Linked DNA regions of Mus musculus: all the other regions are linked to region 3. Evidence: chromatin contacts called from public HiChIP or PLAC-seq data. All regions are on one chromosome and are shown on one strand. The core of a region is the stretch at or near the end of the contact, and the rest is flanking DNA. Distances in the headings are between cores, read along the strand shown. Region 1 holds the start of Prr36 (proline rich 36). Region 2 has its middle 65 kb from the start of Ccl25. Region 3 holds the start of Fcor (Foxo1 corepressor).

The links. HiChIP or PLAC-seq counts read pairs in DNA pulled down with a chosen protein or histone mark.
Region 1: an H3K27ac HiChIP or PLAC-seq map of embryonic stem cells shows a contact between it and region 3, with 2.8 times the contacts expected there. The contact joins the promoter of Prr36 here to the promoter of Fcor in region 3. A contact is called at or near these places in 12 of 39 promoter capture datasets (the C10 cell line, cranial neural crest, embryonic stem cells and 5 more), 1 of 15 datasets of contacts at CTCF or cohesin (stem cell-derived epiblast-like cells), 2 of 484 Hi-C or Micro-C datasets (embryonic stem cells and muscle stem cells), 8 of 115 datasets of contacts at active chromatin or transcription factors (astrocytes, embryonic stem cells, fetal liver and 2 more) and 4 of 9 other capture datasets (adipose tissue, embryonic stem cells, liver and 1 more).
Region 2: a contact with region 3 is called in an H3K4me3 HiChIP or PLAC-seq map of stem cell-derived neural progenitor cells, with 2.9 times the contacts expected there. The contact joins the enhancer-like site here to the promoter of Fcor in region 3. A contact is called at or near these places in 4 of 39 promoter capture datasets (embryonic stem cells, hippocampal neurons and pre-B cells), 6 of 115 datasets of contacts at active chromatin or transcription factors (astrocytes, embryonic stem cells, large pre-B cells and 1 more) and 1 of 9 other capture datasets (embryonic stem cells).

Annotation. Positions count from the first base shown.
Region 1 is chr8:4,215,075-4,218,799 of GRCm38.p6, reverse strand. Prr36 (proline rich 36) reads left to right here and starts at 1,488. Exons shown (of 7, transcript NM_207203.2): 1 at 1,488-1,711; 2 at 1,821-1,932; 3 at 2,245-2,618; 4 at 2,729-2,831; 5 at 3,522-3,634; 6 at 3,719-3,725. The coding sequence starts at 2,252.
Region 2 is chr8:4,412,541-4,416,119 of GRCm38.p6, reverse strand. No RefSeq gene overlaps it. Among named protein-coding and RNA genes, the nearest start is that of Ccl25, 65 kb to the right of the region's middle. Within about 2 kb of position 2,184, at least 34 of the 459 cell types and tissues checked have an H3K27ac peak or open chromatin away from gene starts, as enhancers often do. A contact at or near this core is called in astrocytes and stem cell-derived neural progenitor cells, where this site is marked.
Region 3 is chr8:3,670,264-3,673,996 of GRCm38.p6, reverse strand. It overlaps Fcor (Foxo1 corepressor), which reads left to right and starts at 1,606. Exons shown (of 2, transcript NM_001357661.1): 1 at 1,606-1,817; 2 at 2,601-2,812. The coding sequence starts at 1,629. The coding sequence ends at 2,738.

The DNA of each region.
Region 1 (3,725 bases), core at 239-2,738, 540 kb before region 3:
CTCAGCCAAAGATGATGTTGAAATTGATTTTCAATTGGTCTCCACCCACCAAGTGCTGGAATGATAGCTGCACACCACCATTCCAGGTTTATGTGTTGCTGAGGATAGAGACCAGGACTTTTTGTATGCCACAGAAATACTCTGCCAACTGAGCTACATGGCCAGCCCTGAAAATGCTCTTAATTCTAGGTCCAGCAGACCTCATTCCAGCTGCTTGCTAGCCCTCCTTCTGAAACTTTTGAAGATGTTCCTGGACTCATTTCTTTTATCTAGTTAGCACTGTGATGAGTCAATAAACCTTAAGTAGCCCAGGCGGACCCGGAACTCAGGAGCCTTCTGCCTGTATCTCTAGAGTATTGGCTGTACAGCCCAAAATGCCAACTCAATGAGCCCATATACTTCAGAGATCCCTTACAGACCAGGGTCTTGGTTTAACATCCTCTATGGGTAAGATGCCTTATAAGGCACACCTGCCCCACTGGATCCATGAGCTGGCAAACTAAACTAAAGTGACAGCTTTTAGTTGTTCAACTGGGTTGAGATACTCAGAGTGCTCTCAGTTTCTTCATACACATTTTAGAGAGTTCTCTTTCCCTCTGTAATCGTGTTTTTTGATACTCCACAAATTCAGCTCTGCCAGGAAGTTTCTGAGGACTTGACTGCCTGTGGGCCAGCAAAGTTGAGATGCTCTGCCCCACAGAAGGCAGAGCCACCATCGTGTTTCCTATTTCTCTCCCTTTCTTTCATCCCGCTATTCTTCCTCTCTCCTCTCAACTCTGGGATCTGCTGTGCATCCTCTAAGTCCAAGAGTTTGGGGCCTGGTGAGATAGCTCAGTGGGTAAAGACACTTACGGCCAAGTCTGATCACCTGGATTCTATCTCCAGGACCCACTGGTTGTAGGAGTGAACTGAGCCCTACAAGTTGTTCTTTGACTTTTACCAGTATGCAGTGACATGTGCACAAGGACACACACACACACACACACACACACACACACACACACACACACCAAATAAAATGTAATACAAAGTAACTCCCAGGGTTCTCATTCTCCCACCAACCGTATCAGGTAAGGGCTGTGAGAAAAGTCAAAGTTACAAAATAGGTGACCTGGCACAGGTGTCGCAGGACTATCTAGCCTCCATAGTCATCAAGTGCAGGAAAAGAGGACCAGGGCACACAAAATGGCTGGATTGGTTGGTGGGCCAGAGGCACAATGATCCCGCCCTACTGGTTGCCAAGGCCCAGCCTATCCCTTGTCTAGGAGAGTGTCTGTCTCCAAGTGCTAGAGAAGGGGGGTGTCGGAGCAGGTGCAAGAGCTTGAGTAGAGGACTGTGAGGGTCTTCAAGGATTCCCCCACTGAGCCTCTCGAGTTCTGTGGTTGCTAGACACGACCATTGAAATCGGCCTCTTCTGGGGTATTACAGGGAGGCAGCACCCGCACCTCCCTCGGAGGCGCGCCTCTTTTCTTAGCCCTCTCGGCACGCTCTCGGCTCTGGACCGAGAGCGAGTGCGCGCATCCTCTACTCTCCCCACCCGAAGCTGGGGGGCGGGGCCGTGGCCAAGCTCCCTAGGCTCTGTCGCTTGAAGCCCCCTCCCCTTGCCTTTTCGCTGCTCCCCGCTACTGCTCTCCGGCCCAGCCCCACCCCAAGCGACCCTGTGTGGAGCGGCTGGTGCCCAGAGGCGGAGGTGAACGCGTGCTGTGAGCAGGTGGATCGGGCGGATCGTTGGCATAGGGGACCAGACTGGGGGAGGGGTCAGCTCTTTGTCTCCCAGAGCCCGTTCGCGGGCAACAAGGCCACTCTTTTTCTCTGTGCAGGTGCCTGTGGAACCTGAGGAAGGACGCTGGCGAAGCCCCATCGGCGTGCACACTGAGGCCCCTGAATCTGGAAGCCGGAGGCATTTCCCTGTTTGCCGGATTGGTCATTTAGGTTTTCAAGAGGCGAGGGGGTAGGGGAGTGGATGTTGTTCTTGTAATAGGGCAGAGGCGGGGTCGGGGGTCGGAGGGTGGGGACTGAACAGGGCGTCTTAGCCTTGGGGATGGAGGTAGCCGTAGGACTTGAAAGCGGCCAGGTTGGTGAGCGGGTGTGGGTGCTTAGAAGAAAAACAAATCGAGGCTCTTTAGGCTGAGGTTTAGGCACCCATGGGTGGCGATGCTAGAAGGAAGCACAGGGAGGCTTCAGGATGGTTTGTAGTGATTGGTTCAGGACCTGGGATACCAAGCCTCCTGTCTTCCTCATTAGGTGCGGTATGGACAAGAGGGATAGCGTCAAATCAGGAACTGCCCCGCGAATGCCGTCTTCACGACCCCCTGGCCTTCTGACCCCTAGGCCTCCTTCTGGGTCCGCTCGACCTCCTCCCCCTGTGACCACTGCTGCCCTTCGAGTCTTGGAAGCAAACGGAGCTATGGGGCGAAGGTCCCTGGTGGAGCGAGCCCCAGGCGTCTGCAAAGCCGCTCTTCCACAGACCAGCAAAGCCGCTCTTCCACAGACCAGCAAAGCCGCTCTTCCACAGACCAGCAAAGCAGCTCTTCCACAGACCAGCAAAGCAGCTCTTCCACAGACCACTATTCACGGGGCACCAGCGCGCAGTGCTGGGGCAGGTCCTCGTAGCCCAGGTACTCAGCTTTATTTGTGACCTCCATCTGCACTCTGCTTACCTTCTCTCTTCCTTCTTAGATACTCCTCTTTTTCAGAAGTACCACTGATTTTTGTCTTCTCCCTGAAGCCAACAGGCCCCCAGCTTCTGGGAAAGGAGAGAGGGCCCCTATGAAGACCCCTGGCCAGGGCTCTATTTCTAGCCCCGGGCGTGCCAGCAGTGGGATTGCCAGGTAATAAGTTAATTCCCCCAACTCCCTAATTCCCCAAGCAAGGGTTAGCAATTTGGAACCTTTTGATCTTAGACATGAATGGGCTGGAAAGGTAGCTTGGTGTGCTAAAGTGCTTGCTGCACAAATATGAGGTCCTGAGTTTGAAACTTCAGCACCTATGTAAAAGCTGATCTTGATGTATCACTGTAACCTCAGCTCTGGGTGGGAAGAAAAGAGGTGTGTTTCTGGTGCTCAGCAGAGGAAGTGTCAAACATCAGTTTCTGTGAGAGATCCTGTCCCCCAAAAAATAGCCAAGTGTAGTAGCACTTGCTGTTAATCCCAGCTCTTAGAAGCCAGAGGCATGTGGATCTCTGTAAGTTCAAGGCCAGCCTACACAGTCCACATAGTAATAATAAGCAAAACAGAAAATAAAACAAGGCAGAAAAATGGGTCCAGCTAAATGTTGGTGTTTATCTCTGGCCTCCACATGCACAGGCAATGGGGGGCGATGGGTGAGTACAACTGTATACACATGTGCACACACATACACAAAAATATTACATATGAGATAGCTCAGGAACACTTGCAGATAATGGACACAAATTGGGCAAAAGCCATTATTGGTTGGGTCACAGAAAGTCAAGCAACTCTATTTCACAGATGGGAAAATGTGAAATTGGGAATGCTAACAACTGGTCTTCCTGTGCCCAGACCAGGCCCTGTTGTCCAGAAGAGACTCCAACCTCCGACTAAGGAACCCTCGGCCAGAGGTAAAACACCAGAGACGCCCAAAAGGAATACTCTGAACTCTGGAACACGAAGAGGTATGTGATCTGGAGACAAGTAGGTTTCTATCAGTCTTTGAAGGCAACCAGCCCCGAGATGCTTATGTTTCTTTTGGACTTTAGTTTTGTC
Region 2 (3,579 bases), core at 935-3,434, 740 kb before region 3:
TTAGAATGTATAGCCCTATTAGAGGAGGTGGGTAGAGCCTTGTTAGATGAAGTATGTCACTTTGTAGCAGGCTTTGAGGCTGCTATGCTCAAGTTCTGTAGAATGTGACCCTCCTCCTGGCTGCCTGTAGAAGACAGTCTCTTCCTGGATACATTTGGATCAAGAATTTGGATCAAGATGTAGATCTCTCGGCTCTTTGAGCACCATGTCTGCCTGCATGCTGCCATGGTTCCCACCATGATGATAATGGACTAAACATCTGAAATTGTAAGCCAGCCCCAGTTAAATGTTGTCCTTCATAAAATTTGCTTTGGTCATGATGTCTCTTCATAGCGATAAAACCCAAACTAAGATACTAAGATAACTACTGAACCATCTCTTTAGCCCGCATAGATTTATATACATATATGTGTGTGTGTGTGTGTGTGTATTTTATATATATATATATATATATATATATATATATATATATATATATATATAAAACAGATAATTATGAGCTGCCTTGTGAGTGCTGGAAGTTGAACCCTAGTTCTCTGCAAAAGCAGGAGTGCTCTCAAGCACCAGGCCAACTTTCCAGTCCCTCATAAGCATGCTTTAGACATCCTTTGGGATTTATTTTTGTCATTTTCGATTTGTGTGGAAAGACTCATGCACACACAGATGCAAGTAGGCCAGAAAAAAGAGATAGAATCACAGGTTATCATGAGCTCCTTAAAGTGGGTGCTTAGAACCAAACTCAGAACTAGGGCAAAAGCAGCCGCTGCTCTTAACGCCAGAGCATCTCTCCAGCTCCTAGATACCACGTTAGGAAGGAAGGAAGGAAGGAAGGAAGGACGGACGGACGGACGGACAAGCTGACAACTTAAACTTTTTAAACGTATATTTGGGTGGTATGCTCACACTATAGCATCTGTGTGAAGGTCAGAAGACAACTTGAAGGAATCAGTTCTCCCTTCCACTATGTGAGTCTCAGGCAGGTCATCAGGCTATATGTAAGTGTATTTACCTGCCAAGAGATCTCACACAGCCTAAAATGATATTTTGGTTTCTTATCCCAATGTATACAAATATCATCATTTTCATTTCCAGTTGATTTGTGTATTCATATGTGTGTGCACCTGTGTGTGAATACTGGGGAAGGAGGGACCAGAAACATGCGTTAGGTGTCTTTCTCAATTGTTCATGCTATGTTTTTGGAAAGATCTCTCATTGACCTGGAGCTCCTTGAGTTTTCTAGGCTGGCTGGTTGGCAAGACCCAAGGATTTGCTCCTCTGTATTTCCCTATTGCTGCTCCACAATAGGAAGTCCATGCCTAGGACTTCAGAGCTGGTCAAAATCCCAGAACTTCAGAGGTCATAAGCCCTAGGAGGGGGCCTGCTGCTGCTCTTTTACAAAATGGGTGTGTTGTCAAATTGCCTTCTAAATGTTTCTGTGTATGCATATATATTAGTCCTGCTCTTAGCCTCTTTCTGCAGCAGGCACCAGGTAATGCAGAGACCCCTGACTGATCAAGGTTGAGAATAAATGACTTTTGAATGCTTAACCCTGAATGAGACATCTATATCAATCTCACTGAGACTCAGGGAACATTGCAGAAGTGGTATCAGAAACAATGGAAGAACTGGAGGATGTGGAGGGCCACTGTGAAATGCTGTCTTCTGGATGTGGTGTGGTCATTGCACTCATGAACTCACCACAGGTATTGTTATGTTTTATAAAAAAGAAAAGGAAGAAAAAACCAGGAATATGTACAGTAAGGTGGAAAGGGGTGTCTTTGTGGGCCCATACTGAGGCATCCCTTTCCCCTGAGGGACCAGTCACTTGAACTATAGTATGGAAAAGAGCTTATTTAGGGCATGGGGAGGGGAGGGGAGGGAGTAGAGACAGAGAAAGGCAGAGAGAAGTGGGAGAGAAAGAGGGAGAAAGAGGGGGAGGAAGAGAGGAGGGGAGAGAGAGAGAGAGAGAGAGAGAGAGAGAGAGAGAGAGAGAGAGAGGCCAGCCAGCCATGGGGGGGGGGAGTTATGGGAAGAGAAGGGACAGAGAGAGTAAGAGAGTGAGGAGGAGGAGGAGGCGGCAAACAGCCCCTTTTATAGTGAGTCAGGCATACTTAGCTGTTGCCAGGTAACTATGGGGCAGAGCCTAGAAGGAATGCAAACGCGTATGGTTACTTGCACAAGACCTGTACAGGCTCAAGCCAAGATCAGCCGACATTCCCACAGGCAGCTAATTATACTCAGTGGATTATTTCTAAAAGAAAGGAGAAAAAAAAAGGAGGTGGAGAGTGTGAGGAAGGGGCATGTTGGAGTGTGTCTGAGGACTTTAGACAGATGCATTATATGTGTGTGTGAAATTGCCAGAGAATAAATAAAAGATTGTTTAAAGGGGAAAGGAAGAGAGAGAGAAGGAGAGAGGGAGAGAGAGGCAAGAGCCAGTGAAATAGCTTAGCAGGTAAACCAGCTGCCAACGCAGAGAACCTGTGTTCAATCACCAGGAACAAACAACAAACATGGTAAACAACAGAACCAATCCCTACAAGTTGCCCTCTGACCTCCATATGAGTACATGATGATATGTGGGTGTGCATGCATGCGCACGTGCGCATGCAAGAGCGCGCACACACACACACAGTCACACACAAACACACACACACATATGAATAAATACATGTAAATTTAAGTTGGGGGGCAGTGAGGCACATAATCTAGGCCAAGACTTGGAGTGCCCTCTATTGACAGACTCTCTGAATTGCAGTACTTGACACCTTGCCACCTGTGTCTTCCAACTTTGATCTGATCCTCCTGACTTCAGAATATGACCACACTCCCAGCTTTCCTGGCCCATCTCTGTCTGTCCCATTCCATTCTCCTCCAGCCACTGTCACTCATTTCTCCCATCCGTATCAGACTTGCTCAGATTCATTCATTCACTCAGTCTGACTCAGTGCGTGCTACTGAGTACTGAGGTTGTCTGAGAGTCATTTTGTCATGCTGGGACTTCTGAGTTTTTCAGTTTGCATTTAATCGATTCTGTACTTGGGCCTTAGTTTTTTACAACTGACCTTGAGCTGTGCACTTTACATATAGGGACTTGCAACAATGAATGTGAAACACTTGGCACACATGGTAGATGTTGCATATATGTTTACCTAACTAGTAAACTCCAGATTTGGGGCAGGGTAGGACGCTGACAAGCAGATTCTCAGTGAGCACGAATGACCACAGGAAGAGAGGCTGAGCAGGCACATATGACATCACTTACGTAGGTGCAAGGTCTTCTGTCTTCCAGGAAAGCTAACTCACACCCAGCCTGTTGGTCCTTCCTAGTCTGCAGAAAACAACCCTGTGGTCACACCCAACATAAAGTCCTGAGCCGCTCCCCAGTGTTTTAACACAGCCTGGGAAATATCCATTCCAGAGCCCTTCTTCACGTTCTCACAGAGGGCTTGGAATGTGTAAAACCCAATAGAGGTGGGTAGAATGTTGAGGTAGCCTTGCTTGTCATCTGGGTGTGACGCATCAGTTGTGTTTCTTTTAAAATCTTTTTGTTTTGTTTTGTTTTTGTTTTTGTTTTTTTTT
Region 3 (3,733 bases), core at 357-2,856:
GCTATTACCACTTCTTCCTAGTGTTAAAAAACCAAGTGTGTATTTTCAAAATAGATACAGCTCAGCTCATACTGCCCGCGCTTGAAGAACACAAAAGCTGCTACTGGACAGCATGAGTGGAGAAATTTATCTTTTTCTCTCTCTCAATGAGAGGCTAGGCAAAGTGGTGCACACCTTTAATCTCAGCAAGAAGCAGGCAGAGACAGGTGGATCTCTGTGAGTTTAAGACCAGCCTAGTCTACATAGCAAGCTCCATAGCAACCAAGGTCATATAGCGAGACCCTGCCATAAACAAAACAACACAGGGGGAGGGAGGGAGGGAGGGAGAGAGAGAGGGAGAGAGAGAGAGAGAGAGAGAGAGAGAGAGAGAGAGAGAGAGAGAGAGCTGTTACAGTGACTCAGGCCTGTAGGTAGTCTCAGCATTTAGGAAGCTAAAGCAGAATGGGTTTTGAGTTCAAAGCCAGCCAAGGTTATAGAGTAAGACCCTGTCTCAAAAGAACCAATGACAGAAAAAAAAGTGACAGAGAAAAGAAGACACTGGAACGCCATGGATAAGATTGCTTGACTCCCAAAAAGGAGGTCCAGCAACAGGCCCAAAGTGGGATCCAGCTCAAGGGAAGGTCCCAAGGTCTGACACTATTACTGAGGCTATGGAGCACTCACCAAAAGGGATCTATCATGACTGCCCTCCAAGAGACACTTGTACTCTCTGACTCTTCTCACTGGCCCTCAGTCAACAGACATTTCCCAAGCACCTCAAAGTCACGTTGGATCCAAAGCCTGGATCCAAAGCCTGGGGAGATAGGAGGAAGGAAGACATCTGCCTGGGGCTTTTATATTCTAGTGTTCGCCGGAGTGGAAGTGCCCTGGGTCCCTCTGATTGTAACTAGGTGGATATAACTCATAGGTGAAAACATAAACGTATGAGCTATGAATCCCCAACCCGGCCAACAGCCATGCCATCTGTAACAACGGGTCTGGTTTAAGGTCAGCTTAGGCTACAGAGAAGAAAAAGTCAGAAATGTAGACACTGACTCAAATGGAATTTTCGGGGCAATTTATTCGAGTTTAAAATGGAAAGTCCAGGGCAGGCAACCTGTAGTCTCAGGGCAAGCAAGCCAAGGAGAATGAAGAAGATCCGCTGTCATGGAGGTCAGCCACACTTGATGGGACTGGAGCTCTAGAAAAAGGACTAAGGAAAACCCAAGCCAGACTGTTAGGAAGTTTAAAAGCATACTCAGGCCAGCATCCAAAGGGGAAAGGAAAAGCGAAGGGGGATGGATAGAGTAGCCTACACCGTATTAGCCCAACCTATACTAGGGGAAAGAAGAGGAATTATGGAAGAGAAAAGTATATCACCTGCCTTCTCCGGTGGTCCTTTGCCAGGACCCTGACCTGCCTCGCTACATTAACCCTTTAGGAAGGAGACAGAGGCCATCTCTCCTAGAGGAGACTATGAAGCCACAGCAGACCAAAGAGCGAGATGGTAGCAGAAGGTTCCTGGAAAGGACGGTGAACTGGAGCCTAGGACGCCTCTCTGGGTGAAGCAAGAACACTCTTGTGAAATGGAATTGGAGCCGAGCCCTTCCCCGCTGTGCACGCACCAGACCCCGGGTTTGCAAGGATGGATGGGAATGGGCGGTCCTACACGCCGCCATCAGGAAGAGGGCTCTGCGGAATGCTTAGGAGGCCCTTCCACCAGAGCTGCTCCAGGGCCGGGACTTCGAGACTTCCACTTCACCACCGCAGGACCATCCAAAGCAGATAGACTGGGAGACGCAGCGCAGATACACAGAGAAAGGATGAGACCGGTGCAGGTAGGGCTGGGAACTGCACCGGATCTTAGCAAAATGCTCTGAAGGGGAGTCCTAAAAGGGGAGCTTTTCGTGCAGGTACGGGGGAGGAGCAGGGGTGTACGGAAAACTGCCACAAGGGGGAGCGCGTGTCTACCAGGATCGTGCCTGACACTAGCTGGCACTGGGCTATGATCTCTTGCTTTTCTAGGGCAGTTAGCCTCTGGTCTCAGGATAATGTGCATGCCCTAGGGCACATGTTCTTTTATGTATATCCAAGAATCTGAGGCTTGGTGAATTTCCTTTTAAAAAAAAAAAAAAAAGATTTATTGGGCTAGAGAGATGTCTCCGTTATTAAGAGCACTTAAATGGTGAATCCTGAGGTCCTGAGTTCAATGTCTAGCATACACATCAGGCAATTCATAAATGCCTGTAACTCCAGCTCCAGACGACCTCCCGAAAGCACCTGTATACATGTGGCATACACACAGACATGCACACAAATACATCTAAATAAACATAAATTTATTAAAATAAAGAAATGTGTGCGTGCATGCTAGGAGGTAACATCAGATCTTCTGAAGCTAGCTACAAACAGTTGTGAGCTGCCCAAAAGGGGAGCTGAGAACTGAACTCAGGGTCCTGGGAATTGCAGGAAGCACTCCTAACCTCTGAGCCATTTCTCCAGCCTTGCATGGTATATTTCCATGTCATTCATCGTGAGGAGTGATTTTTCTATTAATAAATAATACACACTGAAACTAGGGTAAAAAGATAACCCCCACTTTCTTTTTCTTTCTTTTTTAGTGTGGTGATGGTAGTGGTGAGAGAGTCTTTCTACAGAGCCCTGGCTCTATTGGAACTCTATATATCAGGCTGGACTTGAACTCACAAAGATCCACCTGCTGCTGCCTCCTAAATGCTGGGACTAAAGGCATGTGCTAGCATGCATAGCCTAATGTAACTCCCCCGCCTTCTACCTTCACTAGCAAGGACAATACAGAGTCATCTGAGTCTGATGTTGATGTCTTTCTATTACAGCTGACTATGGGGGAAAAGGAGAGACCTTGGGACAGGCAGACTTGCATCTAGTCTAGAGTTTCACGCTATGCCTCCCTAGGCCTGGGCTTATTATACGCATTTGTCTACCCCTACATGACTACAGGGTTTCCTTTATTTGTATTATATATGGTGGAAGGGGACACATAATGCTCAGACACTAGTAGGGTGTGCTCAGCTATACATACGCACTCTGGGTACTCACTTAGGGGCTCGTATATATCCATGCATTCAGAGACAGTAAGGGACGTATTACAGGGCTTAGGCTGCCAGCACACAGAGGCACACTTATACTCGTGTGCACCCTGGAGGGTAAGGGTCTGCTCCAGCAGCCACACCCCAGGGACAGGTTCAAGCCCATGCAGAAATCTACACTGAACATTTGTTCTTTTATTGCTATTTTTAATTAGCTTATTTTATGATATTTTCATACATACCTACTTTGGGTTGACTATCCCCTCAACTCTCTGCTTCTCCACTGTGGTGGTTTCAATGTGCTTGGCCAGGGAATGGCATTATTTGGAGGTGTGGCCTGGCTAGAGTGGGTGTGGCCTTGTTGGAGGAAGTGCATCACTGCGGATGTGGGCATTAAGACCGGCTTTCTAGCTGCCTGGAAGCCAGTGTTCTAGCAGCCTTCAGATGAAGAGGTAAGACTCTCAGCTCCTCTTGCACCATGCCTGCCTGGATGCTGCCATGCTCCTGCCTTGGTGATAATGGACTGAACCTCTGAACCTGTAAGCCAGCCCCAATTAAATGTTGTCCTTATGAGAGTTGCCTTGGTCACGGTGTCTGTTCACAGCAGTAAAACCCTGACTAAGTCACCCATTTTCCTGGCCCCAATCCCACTTAGATCCAACCATCTCAGGATCCTCCCTCTACTC